Linked DNA regions of Mus musculus: region 1 is linked to region 2. The links are chromatin contacts, called in public HiChIP or PLAC-seq maps. All regions are on one chromosome and are shown on one strand. Each heading gives the region's core, a stretch centred on a gene start, on an enhancer-like site or on the middle of the called end of the contact. The rest is flanking DNA. Distances are from core to core; before and after follow the strand shown.

Evidence for each region. HiChIP or PLAC-seq counts read pairs in DNA pulled down with a chosen protein or histone mark.
Region 1: a contact with region 2 is called in an H3K4me3 HiChIP or PLAC-seq map of embryonic forebrain, with 6 times the contacts expected there. The contact joins the promoter of Sox14 here to the enhancer-like site in region 2. A contact is called at or near these places in 5 of 39 promoter capture datasets (embryonic stem cells, hippocampal neurons, liver and 1 more), 3 of 484 Hi-C or Micro-C datasets (the 3T3-L1 cell line, embryonic stem cells and long-term hematopoietic stem cells), 13 of 115 datasets of contacts at active chromatin or transcription factors (astrocytes, craniofacial prominence, embryonic basal ganglia and 8 more) and 1 of 9 other capture datasets (embryonic stem cells).

Annotation. Positions count from the first base shown.
Region 1 is chr9:99,874,543-99,877,605 of GRCm38.p6, forward strand. It overlaps Sox14 (SRY (sex determining region Y)-box 14), which reads right to left and starts at 1,628. Exons shown (of 1, transcript NM_011440.1): 1 at 1-1,628. The coding sequence starts at 1,142. The coding sequence ends at 420.
Region 2 is chr9:100,439,048-100,442,015 of GRCm38.p6, forward strand. No RefSeq gene overlaps it. Among named protein-coding and RNA genes, the nearest start is that of Gm28166, 9.4 kb to the right of the region's middle. Within about 2 kb of position 1,269, at least 110 of the 459 cell types and tissues checked have an H3K27ac peak or open chromatin away from gene starts, as enhancers often do. A contact at or near this core is called in astrocytes, embryonic basal ganglia, embryonic forebrain and 1 more, where this site is marked.

The DNA.
Region 1 (3,063 bases), core at 378-2,877, 560 kb before region 2:
TCTTCAGTGGGAAAGGAAAAAATATATATATACGCATATTCTAGATATAATACCAGGATCTGGGAGTTCCGAGTCCAAAGCCTATCCGCGGACAGTGAGGGGGACGTAAATAAAGCAAAACTGCCTACTTTTTTTTTTGTCCAAAGGGGGTACAGTCGAGACTTGCTTTGGGAGAGTCGGGAGAGGGGAAGAAGATGTGTAGCTTTCTAAATGTTTGCAAATTTCTGGCACCAGTCTGTGCCTTGGGTCCAGGATGATGGCCCTTCCCTTCCCCCCTGGAAGAGAGAGGCAGAGTCTGGGGTGGGCAAGGGGCAGCGGCAGGCCTGACCCAGAGGCATCTGCGGGCCAGACTAGGTGCAAAGGAAAGGATTCAGATCTCTGCTTCCACGCTACCCATCAGGTCCGGGCCAAGCTTGGGGTTACATGGCCGTAGCGTGGGCTGACGAATAAGGGTCTATGCCAGTCTTGGTCATGCCTGGGAAGAGGATGTAGGCGACAGGGGGCTGCAGGGTGGAGGCAGACCAGGCGGTACAGTTACAGGGCACCACGTAGCCCGGGTTGGTGGGGGACGGGTGCGTGTGCGTGTGCTGGCTGGGGCAGCTGAGACTGCCGAAGGCGCCGTTCTGATAGCCCAGGGTGGACGCGTAGGGCAGCGCGCTGGTGGCCAACGTGTGGGGCACTTCACCCATCTTCTGGATGGCACTGGAACTAAATTGCGCAGGGTCCAGCAGGGAGTAAGGTGCCGAGGCAGGCGGCAAGAAGGCCCGGGCTTTCTCGGGCGCGCTCAGGAGGCCGTCGGAAGCCCCCACGGGCAGGCCGGCCGCCTTGAGCGGGTCCGTGTCGCCCAGGTAGGGCAGGGGGAAGACATACCTGTCCTTCTTGAGCAGGTTCTTCGGCTTGCGCCGCGGCCGGTACTTGTAGTCAGGGTGCTCCTTCATGTGTTGGGCGCGCAGCCTTTTGGCTTCATCGATGTAAGGCCGCTTCTCTGCCTCGGACAGGAGCTTCCATTCGGCGCCCAGGCGTTTGCTGATCTCCGAGTTGTGCATCTTGGGATTTTCCTGGGCCATCTTGCGCCGCTGGCCCCGGGACCATACCATGAAGGCATTCATGGGCCGCTTGATGTGGTCTGAAGGTTTGGACATGGTCCCGGCGAGGCGGGCGGGGGCGGGGAATGCAGGGGCTCTGCGGGCGAGCCTGGGCGCGGTTGGCCGTCTGTCTTTCTGTCCGTCCTGAGCCCGGGACTCTGAACTCCCCTCGTCTCGGAGCCGCAGAGGGGAAATCAGAGAGAAGAGCTGACCCTGCAAAGTTTTCAACTGATCATGCCAGTCCCAGCCCCCAGGCAGCCCCCAGGGGGCCGAAGGGTAGGAAGGGCAGCGGGGATGAGAGGGCGCTCGGCCTGGAGTCTGTGGGCACCAGAGATTGGGGCCCAAGTACCAGAGTCTTGGGATTAAGTGGCTAGGTAATTTTCTGGCAAGGGCAGGAGATTCCTCCTTCGCTCCCTCTTCACCTTCGCCTTCTCTCCTTCCCGTCTCTCCCCTGGCTTCTCTGGCCGTGGCTCCCCCCCTCCCGTGGTTTCCGGGCGCTGCTTTGCCTAGCACTGCACCTGGCCGAGAATGCGGGGAGGCTGGTGAACTGCAGCCAAAAGCGGCGAAGTTCAAAGGCGAGGTGGGCCGGGACCGCACGCACTCTGACATAAGCGCGGGGCGGCGACTCCCCAACCTGGGCTCCAATCAGCAGCAGGGAAGGCGAGGGGGCGCACCTGCCAACTCGCGAGTAGTGGAAACCCGGAGCGTCCCTGATGGGGGCGGGGAGAGGTATGAGGGACAGAGAGACCGCCACCGCGAACAGAGCGGCTTGATAGCTCAGGATTCGGGGCGGGGGTTCACATTGTCTCTGGCACTGTCAAAAAATTAAAACTCTTCGTGACCCCTGTTTTTCTTCCCCAGTTGTTCAAAGGAGAACCGGTGCTTCTAATAATATAAAGACCCAGGAAGCTGTCAGCCAAGCCAGCAAGCCCAGAGCTCACGTAGATAAATAGGACAGTCCCGTCACCAAATGGGAAGACAGCACCCTCTACCCCCACCCCGCCCCCAACAACACACACTTGTCAAAGATCCTTGGGAGAGGAAAAGAATATATCAAACTCAGGCCAAAACCAAAATAAACTTTTCGCGCCAGAACATCTACGGTGCTTTGGTATCATTCTCCCAGGTTGGCTTTAGGCGGCGCCTCCACCTGTAATCCAGGACGCTCTGCGGAGCAGTTCTGGGTCCCTGGGGGTCGGAGCCAAGAGCTTTGAGCCGAGACCAGGATGCTTCATGCGGGCTTCGCAGAGGTTTAGAGTCCTGATTGGCAAGCCCTTAACACTCTTCACTTTGGGGGCCCTTGCCACTAGGACTCTTCACTTTGAGGGTTGAGTGTGGTAGGCAGAGGTCCATCCTGATTCTTATTCACCTATGTTATTATTATTAGGCGATTTAAAACTCGAAGCTTCCCTCAACGTCCAAACTGCAAGGGCAGAGGGAAGGCGGGGCTTGGGGACCTTCCTGGTCTCTCTTCTGCGCCTGCAGCGTGGAGCCTCAGGCTGTACCCTCTTAGCTAGGGTCAATTTTTCTCAGGGTGCCTTTTCCCACCCAGTGAGGATGGGGGCTCGTTTCTCGAGTCAGATGAGCATTCTTCGGGTAAAGAGGACGAAATAACCCGCCGAGCCAACCTGCGAGCCTGTTTTCTTTGAATAATTGCCTGGCCGATGCGAAATGCCCTTGGGGGAAATATTTATTAAATGGAAACCATTGTCCCGGGTCCTGAAGGACTGGAGTGTGTTCCAGACTTATTGGCTTTTGCGCTAGCCAGTCTCTCCCGGGAGGAGGACAGGCCGAAATGCCCACGGCGCAGTCGGCTACCAGAAGCTGCGAGTGGGGGTAGGTGGGCGGCAAGAAGGGAGGGCCTTTTTTTTTAATGTAGTGTGTTGTGTTTGAAGGAGAGAATTTATTTCCGCTTCCTATGATTGCAAAAACGTGGGGGCGGGGGGGGGGCGGGAAATCGGTCAGCTTTAGGGCTGTT
Region 2 (2,968 bases), core at 19-2,518:
GCCCACAGCATCCCGGAACATCCTCCTTCCCGGAACATCCTCCTTAGAAGGAGCCCCAGCACCAGTTAGTTCACCTAAACAGAAACAGCCAACAGCACGTGCCTACATCATGAAGGGAACAACCGACTGACCAGTGCACTGACTTAGACAAAGCCAAGAGGACTCCGACGTCCACGCACGTTTTCCTGTTGGTATCCCACAGCTGCCGGATTAAGAGTGATGGACAGGAGAACTATCTCTTACCAATTAATTCCAGAGTATAATTTGTAGCCTGGGCCCATCCTTGGATGATCCTGAGCTGTTAACAAACCATGACACCGCTTTAATTTCTCCTTTGCCCCCATACTTTATTAAAAAACCTAGAGTAGGTTCTATCAAATATCCCTTCAAGGAAAAACAGAGAGAGGGGAAGAAATGGAGTGACATTTGTCTCAGTGCAATATGAAAGATTAGAGTTGGCTGGATAAAGAGGGGGAGGAGGGGCATGGGTTCTTGTGAAACACACGCACGCACAGGGACACACACACACAATTTCTCTTTCGCAATGACCTCCTTATGCCCCATCCATCAGCCTGGGGTTGGCTTATTCTAACTAGCAGATTCCTTTATTCTGTATAACAGGCCCATCAGACACAATCTGCATGCCAATTACTGGCACAGACCCCTTGATACCAAAAAATGGAAATTAGCTGTCAAGAAAAGCCTTCAGCTGGCCAGGCCTCTTCTGGCTCTCTATTTCCGGCTCATACACCCCGTCATTCTGCCCAGCGCCCTGCTCTCGCCAGGGAGTCCCCGGTGGAAAAAGTCATCTAAAAATACAAACATATTTTATTATTATTAGTATTAGTTGCTGACTTTCTCAGTACAATGTGAAATTCACCAGTGGGCAAAAGCTGCTTAGGGCGGAAATGGGTGAGAGAGGTTGATTTCTGATAATTGCATTTCTGTGGGAGCAGATCAAGTCGTCCCATGAAAGGACATTCAAAGAAACTGAGGGTGAAGGCAGAGGAGAACAGACAAAGAATGGGATTCTGTAACGGAGATAACAATCAGAACTTTCACACTCAAGAATGGGCCCAGGCAGGGTCGAAGGGACAGAGGTGAGCAGAGCTCTGTGCACGAACAAGCTTGCAACCAGGCTTCGCATCCTAATTGCCTCTTGAAAAGCCAGGCTGTGGCCAGCTGGAGAGCCTCCAGCACACAGGGAACACAGAGAGTGTGTTGCCGGCAAGATCCCTCCCCTGCTACTTGCAGGGACTCTGAAACTCAGTTCCTCTTCTCTTTTTGCCAACATGAGTCACAGGCAGAGGCAGTCTGTTTTCCACCATCCAAGATGTAAGCCTCTGTGTTGAATCTCTTTATAGGACAAAGGAGTCTCTGATGGTCACCTGGAAGATTCCGGGTGGGGCCTTCATTCAGGGAGGGACATATCACCCCGATAGTATAGTTCTCATTCTTTAAAAACATTTTTAGTAAGAGGACTGATGACATAACTCAGTGGTGACTCATTGGCCCCGCATGTGTGAGGCCCTAAGTTCAACTCCGGATTGAAAGAAAGAAAAAAATGAGTAAGGAACAATTATCTAATCGTCTACTATTGTATGTTTTCATTATGACATAATTCAAGACTTGCTCAAGATCTGTCTCCCTTCATTAGTAAGTAGCAAGTAGCCATCTTTAAAACAAACAAACAAAAACCTCTTCTTTCCCTGTATTCTGAGAGCTAAAAATTGTCAGACAGAAATCTGGACAACTTTAGATCCCCTTGTCCAGAACGTGGTGTGTGAACAGCTTCATTCACCCAGCATCTACAGTGAGCAGCTGCAAGGTCGGCACGGCAAGCCAGACACACTAATGAATGAGGTGAGCAGACACCGACCGCCATTATGAGTGGTTCGTGAACAAGTCCCATGACTCTGCCTTGAGGAACATGTGGGGACCAAATCCAGCTGACATTCCTCATTAGCATTCATTTTCTTTTCTTTCTTTAAGATTAGGTCTCACTCTGCAGCCCTGGCCAGCCTCACACTTACTCCCCAGGCTGGCTTGGAACTCAAAGAGATCTGCCAGCCTCTGCCTCCTGAGTGCTGAGATTAAAGGTGTGTGCTATCAGACCCAGCCTTATCATCATTTCTTGTCACTCTTATTTTGAAGAAGGTATTGTTACAGGTCTCCTCACCCTCCACTTGCTTTATTGGCTGTTTTTTGTTGTTGCTTGTGTGGTTAGTCTGTTTGACAGGGCCACTGAGATGGCTCACCGGGTAAAGGTGCCTGTCACCAAACCTGACGGACTGAGTTTCATCCCTAGAACCCACAAATTGGAGGGAGAGAGCCAATCCCCATAAGCTGTTCTCTGAGTTCCATGCATGTTCTGTAACATGCATACCCTCATGCTTGTACACACACACATGTAAGCATACAAATAAATAAATGGTATACATTGCATACACTAGCAAGATTTTGCTGAAAGGACCCAGATATAGCTGTCTCTTGTGAGACTATGCCGGGGCCTAGCAAACACAGAAGTGGATGATCACAGTCAGCTATTGGATGGATCACACGGCCCCCAATGGAGGAGCTAGAGAAATTACCCAAGGAGCTAAAGGGAACTGCAACCTTATAGGTGGAACAACATTATGAACTAACCAATACCCCGGAGCTCTTGACTCTAGCTGCATATGTATCAAAAGATGGCCTAGTCGACCATCACTGCAAAGAGAGGCCCATTGGACTTGCAAACTGTATATGCCCCAGTACAGGGGAACCCCAGGGCCAAAAAGGGGGAGTGGGTGGGTAGGGGATTGGGGGGTGGGTATAGCGGACTTTTGGGACAGCATTGAAAATGTAAACGAGGAAAATACCTAATAAAAAAAATAAAATAAAATAAAAAATGTTTAAAAAAAATAAATAAATGGTATAATACTGCATGGATACATGCATTGCAAGCTGAGACACACGCTTAGGGTTA